Linked DNA regions of Mus musculus: region 2 is linked to region 1. The links are chromatin contacts, called in public promoter capture Hi-C maps. All regions are on one chromosome and are shown on one strand. The core of a region is the stretch at or near the end of the contact, and the rest is flanking DNA. Distances in the headings are between cores, read along the strand shown.

Region 1 (5,356 bases), core at 1,227-3,726:
CTTTATAGTATGAAGTGTGGCCTGCAGGAACCGCTTAAGAGAGAATAAGTTGGGCAGAAGCGGCCAGCTCCAAATTCCTTCTGTCCCTCGGGCTTCCTGTTGTCAGCCCCCCAGCTCCCTGCCCCACCCCCACCCCATCACAGTCTACTCACTTGGAATCATAACGCTGTAGTAGGTCTCGAGGCCGGCAGTAACGCTGCCTACAGACCACCACCAAAGCAGCAAATGAGGCCAGGAAAATGGTGGCCAGCACACCTATGGCGACGATCACCACAGTCTCCATGCTTCCAGGGGCTCCCAGCCTCAGTCCACTCACATCCTCTGAGCAGGTGGAAGCTGTGGGGAACATAAAGTCAAGCAGACCTGGTAAAGATACGGCAGGTGTGGGGAGGGGCGGCCGGGTCTTACCTGCTGCAAATGGCCAATGGGGATGGAAAGGGTAGCAAGGCTCCCTCACATCCCCCTGCAAACCCAAGGGCATCTTAGACCACGCCCGAATTTCCCTTCTCTATTATGGTAAGTGGTTATTTTCCAGTTAGAATGAGCTAAGTTTTGAAGCTTAGGACACATTTGCACCTGCCTTGATGACTTCATGCTGTAAGTCATGTAAGTGAAATAATGCCAGGACAGAAGAAGGTTGTACTCAGGAGCTAGCTCCTCTGTGTCAGATACTCCGGGTGGAGCCTAGCAAGGATCGTATGGGGCATCTCTATGTTATGGTGAAGAAACTGAGTTTCCAGGAGGTTAAAGAATTCGTCCAGGTCTACATAGCTGGCCATCAGAAAGCCATTGGTCCAAAGTGAAGAGTCACCTTCCTTTTCCTTTCTAAGGAAGAGTGAGAACCCTGGGATGGGTTGTGACCGACCGACACTTTGAGAGTTGAAAACTTAGAAGCAGAGTGGAGTATTCCTTGTGCAGCACCATCTGGCAGCTTCTCTCACACCAACAGTCAGGTATGGCTTAACAAGATGCTTTTCCGTTCTGAGAAATGCACTGTCAGGTATTGTGGTCATTGTCAAACACCCAGACCGAACTTAGACAAACTAAGACCAGCTAGGACATCATCACACGATGCAATCCTTTGGGACCACCATCCTGAACGTGAGCCATTACTTCCTGCAGCGTGACGCAGCCTATCAAGCTGTGTTAAACTCAGGCCAGAGCCTCTCAGAGAAGTGGTCTTCACAGCATCCTTTCAGGGCAGACCTCCCATAGGCATACCTTTGAAAAAGTTTCCTCCCCTCCCTGGGTTTAGTTTCTTTACCTACAGAAAGGAGTGCTATGCCTCAGCAGTCTGTAGGACCCCAGGCTGGCTCGCCACAGTACTTAGTCTATGTGTGATGTTTATGTCTCCCAGAATTCAAACTCTCTTGATGGTCACTCGGGGAGCACAGATTGACCATCTGCTTACAGCAAACACTGAATTCTGAAGACTAGAGACAGAAGACACAGATCCCCCTCCCCCATGACAATGAACTGGTGGGGAAGAAGGATGCAGCTGTGTAGGTGGGCTATGTGCAGGCTTGGGTAATAAAGAGACTGCAATTTGCATGGCACTTTCTAGAAAAGCCTCCTTCGCAAACCTGGGGATAATTGAGCTGAATTTTGAGGAACGGGTAAACAGGGTGGGGACTTTACTGGCTTAAGTTGCCAAGGAAGCCTCCTCAGCAGTCTGCAAACGCTGCTCTCTCACAGAGTTTTTTGGTTTTTATTTTGTTTTGTTTTGTTTTGTTTTGATCTTATACTCTGTTGGGAAAGCAGGAAGGGGAGGGAACAGGTTTGCCTTAGTTTCTCTAGACACTCTGTGCTGTCCTTCTCTGTCTAGCAATGTTAACCGTTTTCTTTCCTCCTTATTTTTATGTCTTCCTCTCTAGATGTTTTCCTCCAATGTATCCCTTCTCCAGGCTCCCCACATATTCCCTTCCACGCCCCTATTTCTCCAAGCTCCACCACCATCCCGCAAGAGAGTGCCGCTTTCCTCTTCTCTCTTTTTCAGTACTTTCTTTGAGGTCTTTGCTTTCTTGAACTTTCCCTCAGCCGCCTTCTGCGATCCCTCGGTGTGGGCGTTCCTTTGTGCGCTTTTCTTTCTTTGTGTGTTCTCTGTATCTCCGTGACTTTTCCTCTCTCCCTGCATCTCTCTTTCTCGTTCCATCTCCCTCTTAGCTTTCCCCTCCATTTGATTTTAAACCCATCAAGATCCAACTCTCTCCCTTCTTTGGCCCGCCTGCCGCCCCCAGGGAAGGCTGGTACGCGCGCTCAACTTTGGTCCCCAACTTGCGCGCTGCTCCGTTTCCGCAGGGCAGAACAAAGCAGTGTCCCAGCAGCCCACAGAGAGCCTTCCCGCCACCCGCCACCCGCCACCCGCCCCGCGTGCTCACCCACCTCAATTGCAGCTCCGGGGTACGCCGGCTCCCCGCGATCCCCCCCCAAGGCCAAGTCCGAGTGCTGCCCGCAGCGGCCAGCAGCAGGGCATGCCGGGAGGGCGGGCGGGCCGACGACCCAGATCCACCCCCGGCGGGGCGGCCCAGCCAGCGCACCCAAATCCCCCGCTGCCAGGCGCCGCCGTCCCCGCCAGGCCCCTGGCCGCCTGGGGATTGGCGTCCCGGGAGGCCAGGGCAGCTGGGAGACAGTCACTGACGATCGGAGGACCCCTCCACGTGCACCCACGGAAGCCAGGGCAGGATGCATCCACACCCACTGCCCTCCAGCTGGACAGCCTGGGGTGGGGGGTAGGAGCTCCCACAGTTTACACAGTGCTGGGTCGCTGCCCTAGCTGCTGTGTGCAGATTGATTGTAAGGACTCAATAGCTGTGAGCGATTTGACCTCACTTCTCTGTGCCTTGCCGCCCTCCTCTGTAATGACCCTGGAAACTGGTGTCAGGGTCAGTGACACACTGCACACATTTTGGGGCAAGAGCCTGGCCCAGGGCTAAAAGTGAACCAGTAGCCTAACTTAAAGAGTCTTGCTAAACACTGCCTAGCCAGGACCCTGGCAGGCAGTCGTGCGTTCTAAAAATCCTACTGCAGAGAGAACATACCTCACGGGTCAGGACGCAGTCCAGGCTGTTGACAGTCACCAATAGGCTGCTTTCGGGCCTAAAGATGCCAGCTGATAGCAGCAGTTTAGGATTCCAGGCCCCCCCTCCCCCCCCCCCCCCCCCCCCGCAAAGGCTTACGGAGCAGACTATTCTGGGTAAGGATCCCAAAGTCTATAAAGACCATGTTTTACAATGAGAAGTGAGTGGGCTTTGGATGGTTAGTTATATCCTGATCTGCCCTGAGGAAAAGGCAGAGCCTGCATAGGCCGAGTAAAACGTGGGTGGCCTGTCCAGATCTAAAACAACCCCACTTGCAAGGACCTAAGATGACAAGAACCAAAGGATGCAGGTGATTTCTCCATCAACTCGATGCAGTATCTGCAAACCAGAGCCTATAGTCTCCTCCAGACCCCAGTCTTTTTGTTTAGTTTGGTGTGTTTGTTTGTGCTCCTTTTTTGCCCTGCTAGAGGTTGGATGCAGGACTTCTTGCATGTGATACAAGTGTTCTACCCAATGCAAGGGATGTCACCTCCAGACAAGCAGTCCTAGGTTGTATAAGGAAGCAGGTTGAGCATCCCATGAGGAGCAAGCCAGTAAGCTACACTCCTCTGAGGTCTGTGCTTCAGTTCCTGCCTCCAGGTTCCTGCTGAGTTCCTTCCCTGACTTCCTTTCAGGACTGAAGCCTGTAAGGTGAGATGAATCCTTTGTTCCTCAAGTTGCTTTTGGCAATGGTATTCACAGCAATAGAAACCTACCGAGTGCAAGAGGACACTGAATGTCAACATCCAGTCTTCGTATGCACCGCACAGCCTAGTGGTAGAGTGAACCCAACATGCACAAGCCATGTTTGATCCCCAGCACTTGGGAGGGGGAGGAGGAGGGGTAGGGGGAAGGAGGAGGGGGAGGAGGACCTTTGCTTCCAATTCTTGGCGTCCTATCTGGAAGAGAAGGCTGGGGAGTGGTTTTATCACCCTCTGAAGTGCTTTCATGCAGACCTTTGGAGCTCTGTGCCTATCAGTGAGGGAAAGGTCACAGCACAGCAGCAAATATCAGAAAAAGGCACTAGGGGCAGTGTCTTCATATCCTGGAGAGTCTCCTAGATGAACTGTTTCTGTTTGCCTTGGTGGCTGGATGACAGATGGGCTTAAGCTGGGAAGTTCAACTATGTGACCTCCGTGGCCAGCTCTGAGGTTTTATGACTACACAAGAGATGTAACACAAATGAACATTTTCCGAAAGAGAAACCAAACATACAAGCAGCCACCCAGAGCAGATGATGTGAGTTCCCCCGATGAACCACATGCTACCCACCCGCTAAGCAGAGAAGGGGGTCCTGGATACTGCATACCTTTCCCAGCCCGCTGTCACCCACTATTCCAGAACTTCTGCCATTCCAACCCCCACTGAAGCATCTCTAGTGCCATCAGAGAAGACTGTCTGGCATTCAGTATCCCCCCACCCTCTCCCCCTGCAAGTTACAGAACCCAGTGCCGTGTCCCCCGTGGAAATGGAAACCTATGGAAGACATCAGTGCCCAAATAATGACCAGGAGAGTAAGGATCCCTGTTAGGAAGTGATCAGGCTTCTCTGCACACCATAGACCTGGAGGATTCTGACCATCCCCTTTAACCTTGTACTCTGATCCCAAGTGCTGTGAAGGCCCTGAACATTCAGCCTTCACAGTGGGAGTTGAAGCGGAGGCAGTATCCTGGAAGTCTCACCAAAATTCAAATACCCCCCAAATATGGCCACACTTCATCAAGAATGAACATCAAACCATGTAGCAGGCATCTCCAAATCCAGAGATGAGGCCCATAACTAGAGAAGAGAAGCGGGTTAGATGCTGACGAGGGTGAGGAAGAAAAAGATAGGCGTGGTTCCTAGCCTTAACGGATGCAAGTTCACGCTCTACTCACATCAGAAAAGAACATTTGTTGAGCATCTATATTGAGCATCTGGCACAGCATAGACCTTTTGATCCTGTCACCAACCCTGAAATGTTAATGTGCTTACATTTCTAAAGGAAGGATCCTTGAACGGGTAAGACAATTCACTGGCCTGTCAGTGATACACAGTAGGACAGGGAGAGGAACTCAACGCTTGCTGACGCCACAGCCAGACCACCAAACCAGGAAGCTAACAGCTCTTCTAGTTACCTGTCTGTTGGAACACAGCATCTGTCCTGGTCCCAAGTGCAATAAATGGAGCCACTTAACATCAACTTCATATGTACCACATTACCACCCTGGTCCTGAGTGTATGTCAGGCTTTGCACTTCCTGTCTAGTTCCTTCCTAACACACATTGGCCTTTCCCTTC
Region 2 (5,356 bases), core at 1,365-3,864, 1.4 Mb before region 1:
CTTGTTTGCCAATCCACGATCATTTCTGCTTGCTCATTTCCACAGAGGCTTTATTGACCTATCACATGGTCCTAGTCCCTGGGCCTCGACAGCCATGTTGGGGTACCCATGTGTAATATGAAGTTGCTGGATGATAAATCCTACTTTTGGTCACTTCTTTCCAGGTGCTGAGAGAGCCCAGGAAGGTAAGGCATAACAAAGTACTAATGAGTTCCTCTTTTCTGTTTGGGAAATACTGTGGTCACAGTGAGGGGGAAGATGGGGAGCTAGTTGTTGAGGGACAGCTCCCAGAACAGGGGAAGAACCAGAAATTTCCAGGGCAGCTATGTGGCCCCTTCTTCACTGCCCGAGTCTAAAGGGTCTATACTTGCATTTGGCCAGTTTTTATATACTCACATCTCCCCTTTCCCAAGACCCCGGGGGTAAAGGACCAGAACACATCAGCCTCCAAAGACAAGGACATAGAGAGGCAGCAATGGGGTAGTAATTTTAATGACTTTGTGGGTGGCAGGAAGCAGTAGGGGTCTGACTGGCATGGGTCCAGCTGTGTAAAGATCATGAGCTGATCTTATTCTTAGATACCCAGGGCTCGAGTCTCTGCCTCCTATGCCACCCCCATTCTCAATATAGCATCAAGCCCAAGACTTCCCTCCTCGTGAAAGTCACCCTCCCACCCTCCATACTGTGGAGATTTTATCTCTTGGTGCTTTGACAATTGCCTGGAGTTTTCTCCTCACAAGTACAGGCACTTGAGTTTTGATTCTGACTCTGAAATGGAGCCAAGATATTCCCAGTTTCGACAAAGCTCCCTCAGGAGTGCCAAGAGTCATCACTGCCAAAGGTCTTGAAAAGCTCATTCAGCTCAGACATGCCACGGTAGCACGGAGCGAGCCTCAGTGGAGAGATGCGGGAAGACAAGGACTTCCGATTGCCATCCAGGCACAGGGGCTTAAAGGAGGCTGAGATTTGCCCGCAGGGGTTGGCAAATGACTTTTATTGGAGGAAGGGTGTTTGAAATGAGCAGATTGGGCACAGAGGGAGTTGGCTGGGAAGGTGGTCAGGTCGATGTTACAGTAAGGATGAGATGGTGGATATAGGAGAGCAAAATGGATGACTGAAGCTTGACTATTTGGGAAGAGTTCTAACTATCTAGTAGTTACACTCAGTTGGCAACAAACACTGAAGGTTTTTCAGTTGCACAGGCTAAGGTCAACATAGGTTAGCATAGCCAACCCACTGTGTATAGGCCCCATGATGCCAATGCCAGAAAGCTTAGCTGCTTTTTCTTGAGGGCCTCCTATGAGCTGCTTATCCCAAGTACTGCCCACTGCATATACTGTTTTTATCTGGCTGCACAACCCCATCTGCATCTACATCCCATGCTCTAGCTTTCTCCATGATGCTGAGTGAAGGGTGTTCCTCTGTACTTGGCTTTTCCAGACTCCTTCCCCTGCCTGACGTGCTGTCTTCACAGCAGCCTGCAGGACATGGTACTTATAGAACACTGTCTGGAAAGGGTCCTCTGAAGTCCCTGGGTGTCCCCAACATTCTCCTGTGCCCCCCACATGACAGATCTGTCTTGAATGAGCCGTTGTTGTGTTGGATGGCTCTCCATGGCTTGTCTATAGGTTGAAGCAAGATGGCTCAGGTCAGGCTTTGCCCCCATTGGCAATTGTCCCAAGGGTAACCAAGCAAGGGTCTGGATCAGAGTAAGCTGTGAAAGGGCTGGGGAACAAAGAAATAAAACTAATAGCAAATGTGTTGGCCAAACGTTAGACAGACAGGATCAACCTGTGGTATGTGTGTGTATGTGTGTGTGTGTGTGTGTGTACATGTATGTAGGTGTGCATACATGTGTCTATGTGCATGTGAACGACTTTGCTTTTTGAGATAAGTTCTCTCCCTGGCCTGGAGGTCTCCAACTAGGCTCAGCGGGCAAACCAGGCAGCTCCAGGGATCAGCCGGTCAGCCTCTCCAGCTCTGGGGTTACAAGATCATTCCACTACCCCTGCTCTGTATGCGGGTTCTGGGAATCAAACTCTGGTCCTCACACTTGTGTAGCAGGTACTTTGCTGACTGAGCCATCTCCCCAGCTCTGCATTTCATTCTTACCACCCGGATTTGAGATGTGTTACTAGTTCCATTTTGTAGGGATGTGCAGCTTAGAGAAGTTTGTGCAATGGCTGATTGGCAGAGCCAGAACCCAGACACAAGCTCCATTTGATGCAGATTGTACCTTCTCTGCTCTGTCCTTCTCCAAGGCCTGTAGCTGCTTTGAATGGAATGATGTGGGTTAGACAAGCTGTGTACGGGCCACTTCCTCTCTCTCTCTCACCTTTTTTGACTTTCCACTCAGCCAGGACAGCTCCCACGTATTTTGTCAAGAACGTAAAGATTGGTATCTGCTTCTGCACTTGGGGAAGTTCCCAAGGCCACTAGGCACCCAAACATACCTCGAATACGCCCCCCTCCTCCCAGGAGAGGTGAGAAAAGGAGTTTTCCATGTGGCCATTGGGTATGAGTTCCTTTTCCCTGGGACTCCCACCTCTTCTCCATGGTCTGGGAAAGCACCCCGGGCCTTCTGATAAAAGCTCAGTACAGGGTGAGGCAGGAGAGAGTTCTTGGCTCCACCAGACATTCGGCGGTTGCTCTAGAGAGGCTTGAGACAGAAACTTATCACCATGAAACCCACTGCCATGGCACTGATGTGCCTGCTGCTGGCTGCCGTGTGGATACAGGATGTTGACAGCAAGAGCAGTGAGTAATGGGGTCCTAGTGCTTGGGCCCAGGGAGGGGAGATGTATAGGCAGGCACTCTGGGCTGGGAACAGAGCTTACCTAGACATCATTGGCTTCATTTCTGTCCCTATCTGGAGATGAATGGCGGGCAGTAATGGGATAGGGACGCTGGGCGTGGAGGAAGGTTATGGACTGGGAGCACACATCTACTTCGTGGTGGGGAGCTCAGACCTGAAACCCATTCCTCTGATTCTTTTGCTAATCCTAGAACTAGGTGGCTGCAGAGACAGACCTGGGCCAGCATCCTCTTGATGGGGTTCCAAGACTGGCCCTGTTCTGGGAGGAGCTTCTCCTTCTCCTTCTCCTTCTCCTTCTCCTTCTCCTTCTCCTTCTCCTTCTCCTTCTCCTTCTCCTTCTCCTTCTCCTTCTCCTTCTCCTCCTTTCTCCCTTCTCCTTTCTCTTCCTCCTCATCCTCCTTTCTCCCTTCTCCCTTCTCCCTTCTCCTTTCTCCTTTCTCCTTTCTCCTTTCTCCTCCTCCTCCTCCTCCTCCTCCTCTTCATCCTCCTCCTTCTAGATGAAGTGGCTTTAGTGTGTGGAAGATAATTTTGATCCTCACCCTACAGACAACTGGAAGGGCCTATGGGGTTGTTTAAAACAAATTAGGATCCCTGAAGTCCAGAGGAGGGACTAAGACTGATTTCCAGTGTGACAGATGACAGGCAGGGGCTGAAGGAAGGACCACAGGAGTGAACAGCCAGATAACTATTATATCTCTTAAAGATGTTTTCTGTATGGATAAACTGGAATCCATGTTCTAGATTGTTCGGAAAATACCAACCTGAGGTCAGGGGACCTGCAAGTTTCTGTGAACAGCGAGACAGGAAGGATCCAGGGTTAGAACACAGGGATGTTGAAGGTGGGATGTGGGAGGAGAGCGTACAAATCAGCAGACTGGGGGTTACTGGTCCCTGAAAGAGGGGAGGGCCAAGGATGGGAATGTGGAAGATTGTGTGGGCGAGTGGACCAGCCACTTTTTGGGAATACCCCCTTTTCCTTCTGAGCCCTTGTGGAGTTCCTCACCCAGCCCCATGTCTGTGAACCAAGAACTACAATGTCCTGCATGCGATGGGATAACAGGTCCTCTAGGATGTGAGGCCAGAGCCCCGAGCTTAAGTACTAGCACAGTACACAGAGCCACGCACTTGTGCTGGGAGACTGGGACTGAAGGGGTTTGTATATGTGGTAGGAAGAGTCTCACCGTATGTGCAGGAGTGTGTGCTGAGCCATGGCTCAGGCAGGCTTGTGGTTTCTGTCCCCACCACCTGCTGGTTTGTAGGGTGCTCACATCTGACGCCCCTCCCCAGTCTTATGATTGTTGTCTCCATCCTAGAAATGTGTTGCTGCTGAGACAGAGCTGCACTGCAGCCCTCGGGATGTGGTCTCCATGCTTGAGTCTGTCCTAGGAAGGACTTGGCTGGTTTTGCTTTTTAATTCTGTTGTGGGTGAGAGGCTATGGTTGCTAATGAATGGTCTTTTTTTGTGCTTTTCTTCTAGTGCTTACGGTCTCCAATAGCTGCTGCTTGAACACCTTGAAGAAAGAGCTTCCCCTGAAGTTTATCCAGTGTTACAGAAAGATGGGCTCCTCCTGTCCTGATCCCCCAGCTGTGGTGTGAGTGAGCCACTAGCCAGGGGAGAGATAATATTGACGGAATTGAGAATAGTACACACTAGATGGCGCTGTTCCACAAGAAAAGGGAGTCTAAACCCAACCAGGCAATCTAAGGTGTAGAGTGACACTAGGGGGCGTGGGGCTTCCCAGGAAGGGGGGGGGGGTCCTGATTTATTTGCTTGAACCCCAAAGTGCCTATGATTAGATCCCAAGCTATATAGCCAGGAAGAAATGTTTAATAAAAGCACAACAGACAAGGCTGGAGCGTTGGCTCAGTGGGTAGTTTGGCTGCTCAAACACGGTGATTTGAGTTCATATTCCCAGCAGGATGGTGTGAGTTTGTAACCCCAGTGCTAGATGAGGCAGAGGCAGGCATAGCCTGTGTGCTTGCTGGCCCTAACAAAGTTCTGTGGGAGATCTTACCTCGAAATGTAGGACAAACAATCCACTAAGGAAGATTTCATAACCACCGACCCCTGGCCACCACACATGTCTATATACCATGAAACACACACACACACACACACACACACACACACACACACACACACACACACACTATACAAACACACACACCACATATACATATCACACACACCACACAAACACACACCACCCACTACACAAACACACATACCACACCCCCCACATACATCCCCACATACACCCCCTATATCACAGAAACACACATACCACACTAACACACACACATACCCCACACATCTCAGACCCTACAAACACACACACACACACACACACACACACACACACACACACACACAGTAGGCCCCAGGCAGACACACAAATATTCAAACCTGGAGCAAGGAGTTGTTCTAGGATTGGGACGTTTCGTCCTAGCTACACATCAGACTGTCCGCCAGCTCCTGTGCTCTGTACCACAAAGGGAATTCTAGTCTCCACGGTAGGCTTCAGGGGTCCCCATTAATAA

Evidence for each region. Promoter capture Hi-C pulls out the DNA fragments that hold promoters and counts their contacts.
Region 2: a contact with region 1 is called in a promoter capture Hi-C map of pre-B cells, with 4 times the contacts expected there. The contact joins the promoter of Ccl1 here to the promoter of Tmem98 in region 1. A contact is called at or near these places in 2 of 39 promoter capture datasets (hippocampal neurons and pre-B cells), 1 of 15 datasets of contacts at CTCF or cohesin (the NIH/3T3 cell line) and 1 of 115 datasets of contacts at active chromatin or transcription factors (embryonic forebrain).

The regions. Positions count from the first base shown.
Region 1 is chr11:80,807,486-80,812,841 of GRCm38.p6, reverse strand. It overlaps Tmem98 (transmembrane protein 98), which reads right to left and starts at 2,476. Exons shown (of 7, transcript NM_029537.2): 1 at 2,383-2,476; 2 at 153-336. The coding sequence starts at 283. Gm31228 (a long non-coding RNA gene) reads left to right here. Exons shown (of 6, transcript XR_001780272.2): 4 at 831-953; 5 at 3,713-5,356.
Region 2 is chr11:82,177,070-82,182,425 of GRCm38.p6, reverse strand. Ccl1 (chemokine (C-C motif) ligand 1) reads left to right here and starts at 2,614. Exons shown (of 3, transcript NM_011329.3): 1 at 2,614-2,757; 2 at 4,293-4,407. The coding sequence starts at 2,682.